Linked DNA regions of Mus musculus: region 1 is linked to region 2. A link is a contact called in public HiChIP or PLAC-seq data. All regions are on one chromosome and are shown on one strand. Each heading gives the region's core, a stretch centred on a gene start, on an enhancer-like site or on the middle of the called end of the contact. The rest is flanking DNA. Distances are from core to core; before and after follow the strand shown. Region 1 overlaps Npr3 (natriuretic peptide receptor 3). Region 2 has its middle 110 kb from the start of Gm41271.

What was found. HiChIP or PLAC-seq counts read pairs in DNA pulled down with a chosen protein or histone mark.
Region 1: a contact with region 2 is called in an H3K27ac HiChIP or PLAC-seq map of heart atrium, with 12 times the contacts expected there. The contact joins two enhancer-like sites. A contact is called at or near these places in 1 of 15 datasets of contacts at CTCF or cohesin (the NIH/3T3 cell line), 1 of 484 Hi-C or Micro-C datasets (bone marrow-derived macrophages) and 2 of 115 datasets of contacts at active chromatin or transcription factors (embryonic stem cells and heart atrium).

Annotation. Positions count from the first base shown.
Region 1 is chr15:11,876,872-11,880,103 of GRCm38.p6, forward strand. All of the region lies in intron 3 of Npr3 (natriuretic peptide receptor 3), which reads right to left. Among named protein-coding and RNA genes, the nearest start is that of Npr3, 27 kb to the right of the region's middle. Within about 2 kb of position 1,745, at least 9 of the 459 cell types and tissues checked have an H3K27ac peak or open chromatin away from gene starts, as enhancers often do. A contact at or near this core is called in heart atrium, where this site is marked.
Region 2 is chr15:11,588,956-11,592,066 of GRCm38.p6, forward strand. No RefSeq gene overlaps it. Among named protein-coding and RNA genes, the nearest start is that of Gm41271, 110 kb to the right of the region's middle. Within about 2 kb of position 1,751, at least 10 of the 459 cell types and tissues checked have an H3K27ac peak or open chromatin away from gene starts, as enhancers often do. A contact at or near this core is called in heart atrium, where this site is marked.

The sequences.
Region 1 (3,232 bases), core at 495-2,994, 290 kb after region 2:
GAGAAGGTACAGGAGAAACAACATGTGCTCATAAAACAACATATGATTATGCTGTAAATGTTTACAAAAGCATAATAGTAAAAAAAATCTCTGAATATAATTCTTTTAGCTTTTCTTCAAGCTTTATTTTATGAAAACATTTTTAACAAGAAAAGAAAATATTAAGCAGAGAAAGGAATGTGTCAAATAATTTCATCTTTTTCCATTTCAGGAATTAAGATATAGTATCAAAATTTTACTATCAAGGATAACAACATAAATAATCAATTTGAAAAGCATATAGACAATATCAGGAAAAACATTAACAATAATCAACTCTGTGTAGTCATAAGCACAGAAGGGAGGAGACAGGGAGCAATTTATGTCCATCTGTAATCCTTATGGTACTGTAAATGTACTGCTTAATTGAATGTGTTACTTTTTTTCATTCATTGTATCATGCCCTTTCAATCTGGAAATCTATGATTTTTTATTTAAACATCAGGAAAAGAAGGTGAAGTTCACCCAAGGGGAAAACCAACTGTTAAAGTTCCAGCTGGTGAATAGGTCTCAAAGTGCCAAATACAATAGGAAGAATGGATCGAAGCCAGGAGTGGGATTTACAGGAAGGAGAACCCAGGGATGCTGCCAGAGCCAAAAAAAGTGTCTTCAACTTTGGCTCACCCAGTCCTAAGAAATAGTCGTGAGAACAGCAGGTCTTGGAAAGTCAGCTGACTCACTAGTGCAGAATGAATGAATGTGTGAGAAGTGAGCAGGTCAGTGAGTGTCTATCTCATCTCAGAAGTAAAACTAATGGGTTCTCTAATATAAGACTAGATAGTACTTTAGCTTTTTCTTCATTTTTCTTCTGGGGTAATTATTTTTTTCAGTGTAATCATGTACAAATATTGTTCTTATGCATGAAAATAAGCATGGCTTGGGACAATAATTGAATGGTATACTGTCCAGCTGCAGCCATGATCTAGCCCAGTGGTTCTCATCTCTTTTCTATGTGGATCACATAGGTGAAACACTGACTCCTGTCTCCAAATATGAATGCCGTGCACTTGCACGGTTAACACACAGTGAGGCAAGAAACCTTCATCCCCTTAAAGCTTCTATGGAAACCTGACAGCCTGTGAAAGGGCCCTCTTCTCTACCATTCTGCGGGAGACAAGTACCATCCACACATTATGGTGCTAAAGGTACACGACATTTTCTGTGAACTGACATGGAAACACAACTCTTTTGGGACCTCAGAGCCCAAGGTTGTGGGTATTTTCCTCTTGCTCATGAGATTTTAGAGGATCAGGATGCCATCTGGGAGCACACATTTTCCAGGATCAGGTTCACAGTTATGCTCCCTAGAGAACTCAATAAACAGTATCTGATGATCAAGAAAATGATGGCTTACATGTGGGCAAATGGTGACTGCAGCTGAAAAGGACAGTGAATCTTTGCACATTTTATCAAGTATGTGAGAGAGTAAAGGGAAACTGATATGTTAAAAAAATAAAAGTGTGTACTTTGGCCTGGTGAGTACAGAGGAAAAAAGGAAATACTTCAGCCTGCCAGGCTCACACAGAGGGCCTGATACACTTAATCTTTGGGTCATAAGTTTGCCTCCTTATTGGGCACATTGTTGTTAAGAGGATCAGACTGATGTAGTGGAAAAAGAAAGTCACTGGCCCAGGAGTCAAGGGATGCAACTAATCTCAGCTTGGCCACCATACAGCGCATTCTAAAACCAAATACCAGCACTCTGGTCTTGGAACCACTCCTAGGGCAGAGTGCTAGGCAGCTCCATTAAAATGCCCTTGAGTGAAAGCCACTGCACATGTAGGTGACCCAGTACAAACCAATTGGTGGAGGCCAGGCAGACACTTGGCAAAACCTTTTCTGAGCCAGGCCTCGAGCCCCAGGGGCCTCTCCAATGTAACATTTGTTCTCAATTTGCATTTACCAGTGACCCCAAGTGGTTTTTCAGAACCCCTGTTTTGAACTCTTTTACTACCCTGACACCATCTCCATTTGTGAAGCTGAATTTTTTTTTGTTCCTAAGGAGGTCCCATACACAGAACTTATTGCTGATGAGCATTGCTGACAAAGACATACACTGGAAAGGGTTTTTGGCTGTTTGGAGGAGAAGAGGTCAAGGTTGGTGTCTTCCCATCACAGCAATTTAAATAAATAAATAAATAAATAAATAAATAAATAAATAAATAAATAAATGTAAGAACAATACAGATTGAGTATCCTCGAAACTTTAAGTGCTGGCATGACATCACAAATAGAAACCTCCTCATATCTTGTGGTGGCTTGCAGTCAAAAGGCAGGGGCAGTTAAGACAGTGTACAAAATTATATCTTCAATCCACATGTCTAAGGTGTCTAGGAATCGGTATATTTTGCAGTTAGACTTGGATTCTACATCCCAAATAATGTGTGTATGAATATTTATCAAAATTGAAAACAAATCTGAAACCCCAAATACTTATGATCCTAAGCATTTCAGGCAAGGGATACTCTTTAAAAAGAAAGCATTTAACTGGGGGCTTGCTTACAGTTTCAGAGATTTAGTCTGTTATTACCATGGCAGAGAGCATGCATTACCCTGGAGCCAGTAGCTTAGAGCTACATTCTGATGTGTAGACAGACAGAGAGAGAGAGAGAGAGAGAGAGAGAGAGAGAGAGAGAGAGAAAGCCTGACATGGGCTTTTGAAACTTCAAGTCGAACCCCCAGTGACACACTTCCTCCAAAGAGGTTCCACCTACTCTGATAAAGCCACAGCTCCTAATCCTTCTAATCCTTTCAAATAGTACCACTCTCCAGTAACCAACCATTCAAAGCAATAAGCATTCAAATATATATGGGGCCCGTTCTTCTCAAACCACCACACACAGCAATGGGGAAACAAACTAATATATAACCTTGTAACAGAATAAAGAATCTGGTTATCACAATAAGCATAGAGCCAAGTATGGCGGGCAACACCTATAATCTCAGCACATGAGAGTTTGAGGCAGGAACATTGGGAATTCAAAGACATTTTTCACTATATAGTGAGCTCAAAGCTAGCTTGAGTTACATGAGATCCTGTCTCAAAAAGTGAAAAGAAAAAAAAAAAACATATCAAAGCATTGGATGGAATTCAAACATGGAAATCTACACAGGCGATAAAGCACAGAGCTTACCACACACACGAGCATAAGGAAGGAAGAATCTTGAGTGTGCTGAGTGAACTATATCAGTG
Region 2 (3,111 bases), core at 501-3,000:
AGAGGGAGGAAGTGTGAGGTGACTCATTTCAAAGGAGAAGCAGGCAAGAGGAGCCAGGAGAGATCTTTGGTTGGCATTTTGTGAGTGACCTAGACTTTGTAAAAATGGTTTCTTCTCTCTTTGTGTGGTCTGAGTAACCTCATCTGATGTCCATATCATACGAGGTTGTTTATGTCAGAGAGTGGAATAACATGGACTAGGTATGCTCAAATGGCCAAGATTTTCATTTATAGCACAGCCCAGCTAAACATGTCTCTCCCCGTCATTATTGTCCTCCCCTTTTTCCCTCCCTCCTTCTCCTCCTACTTTTTAAAGAACTAATATATATTCTAATATATATATATATTCTACATGGTTTGGAAGAATTATTTCTTCCATCTAAAATGGGTATATCGTTATATGTGTTTTCAATTTAACGGTTTTAATTCATCCACAAGCAAGTGTTGAATGGTTACAACCATTGAAAGATAATTTTCATCATAAATGAAAACTTAGATAACTAAATGACCTATTCATTTGATCTGGAACCTTGTCAATGAGAGCTCAGCCGGTGAGGGATAAGTTATAATTTAAAAAATAAAAATAAAAACTTGCCTACACCAGAAGGTATATTCTATATGTCACAAACTGAGCTCTATAACCCCTTGGATCTTTTATACACTGGCCCTTTGAGGTAATGGGCCACACAGTTTAATGCTTTTCACAGAAAAGGCATTGTAATTATGGAAAAGAAAGCAAATCAGCTAATTTAAAGTAAAGGGTTATTTTTTTTTAAGGCCACAGTAGACAATCTCAAAAACATGTATTACAAATTTCAAGTAACACTGAAACAAAATGAGTGTTTTGTTCCCGGCTTTCATGGAATTGGAGCATCAATTATTTCTGTTTCTTACTCAGCGTCTTTCCTGCTTTCTTCTTGCAGTCAGCTTCCTCCAGCCCCCATTTTACTCAGGACTGTCGAGCTGGATGATCGTGCTGCACACTGTGATACCAGCTCCAGCAGAAACTGACATTGCGATTTCACAGGACACTTTATCTTAAGACCATATAAATATCTAGCTCAGTGACTCAGCCTTGAGCCAGTTCAAATTAGGGGGGTAAATGAACTTGCTTAGATTAGTTCAGCCTGTGAAATGTTCCCTTCAGAGCAAATGTCCGCCCCGTCTAATTTAATTGTTCTGCTTCTTGTGTGTTCCTAGGCAAAGGCTAGAACTGAATTCACAACAAACCCTAATTCCAGATTCAAAGAAGTACTTCAATACAGCCCATATTAGAGTAAAAGCTGTGAAAATATAGTTCACAGGGAAGAAAATACGAATGGGTTCCAAGCACTAAAGGGGAGACTGGGGAGATCCCCAGTCCGCAGAGTGCTTACCAGGGACATGCAATGCCTGGCCCTGATACAAGCAAGTCGCTTAAGAAAAATGCTCAACGAATTCAGAGACATCTAGGAATGTGATGATATCAAGAGGTTTGACGATAGACATCAGTGAAGCTATGAGCAGATAGCACAGTGTAGACATAACTGGGAAGCATGCTTCAGTAGAGTCTTTGTGTCAGTCCACTTGACAATATGTGTAAAAATGGAATTCTCATCAAGAGAAACTAAATTAAGGCAGACTTACAGGATGAAAAGTATGTAAAAAATAGTAAGAAGATGCTTCGTGTCCTGAATATAATAAAAATGTACAAAGTTGATTCCTAAGCGAAAAATTACTCATTTTCCTCAGCCCCTCCTCATTAAGCCCAGCCTTTGCCACATTGACAGAAGAGGGCGCTATTTAACTAAAAATTTTGCCAGCCACCAATGTCTAAATGAGATGGGTTATGGCAAACTGAATGTATCATGTAAAAGTTACTATAAAATTACAAAACCAGAATCAAAATACTTCACCAGATAGAAATTTCTTCCTAGAAAGCATCACAAAACAGAAGAAAAGGAAGACACAACACCCCCCCCCCATCTGATTTCGAATTCCTGAACAAGCCTTTGCAAATGTGAACCGTCAGAAACAACATAGACAGGAAGCAGTAACTCGCAGAAGAAATTGACTAAACTCAGAAAAAAGAGACAAGGAACACACGAAAGTATCAGGACAGGATGAGCAGACTGCCAAATACCCGAGAGTCGACAAGCTCAAGTGATTAATATTATGGGATATTAAACCAGGAAAACAAAAGATTACAAAAGGGAAAAATACTGTGCCCCAAGAAACAGAAAGAAAATGGCTGAAATGGAAGATAAGCAATAAAGAAAAACAAATCCTATACTAGACTCCAAGGACATAGCTTCTATTTAAACCATGAAGAAAACAGCAGAGATAGCCAAACATCTGAATCTACATTTATAAAAGTTAGTGCACCTGGTAAAATGGACCAGCAACAGTCAGGTTAGAGACATAGCCAAGAAGAACCATAGAATCCAAAGTTGAGAAGGCAATTTTCTCGGAAATATCCTACGATTTACAAGGAAGCTTAAAAATATAGACTGGCATAAAAAACAGCTATGTAAATATTAGGAAAAAATTATAAACCATAGATTTTTATACCAGATCTTAATACCATGGAAAAATAATCTATGGACTTTGTTTACATAAATATAGGGCCTAAAAAATCTTATCAATGGGACTGGTGACAAACATTTCATGTATTTTATTACATACATAAGACTAAAGCAAATTTGAGCACAAGGATAGAAAAACAGAAAGGTGTTCATGTTCTGACAACATAGAGATGATGTAAGATGAGACAATAAATGAGATGCGAACTTGGAAAGAGTGATCATATTCACAGCCATGCCTTGTATCTAAGAGTTAATGGGTATGAGGCACCGGGGTGCCTGGGACAAGCCCAGCATTTGGGGGGATTTGACGCTACTTTGAGCTAAGAAGGACTTACTTCCAGATTATTCTTAGCACTTTTGTTTCTCAACACTTCGTCTCTTGCTGAGAATAAAAGGTTAAGTGCTCAACCCTAAATTTTACATCTTCAGAGTCTCCCAGCCTCTACTGAAAGAATTCAAGAGCTGGAGAGGAGGAGAACTGCAAAATGCTGTCCTGTAGACCTGACATGGCTGTTGTGCTCATTAACTCAACAGCAACTGCTTAAAAT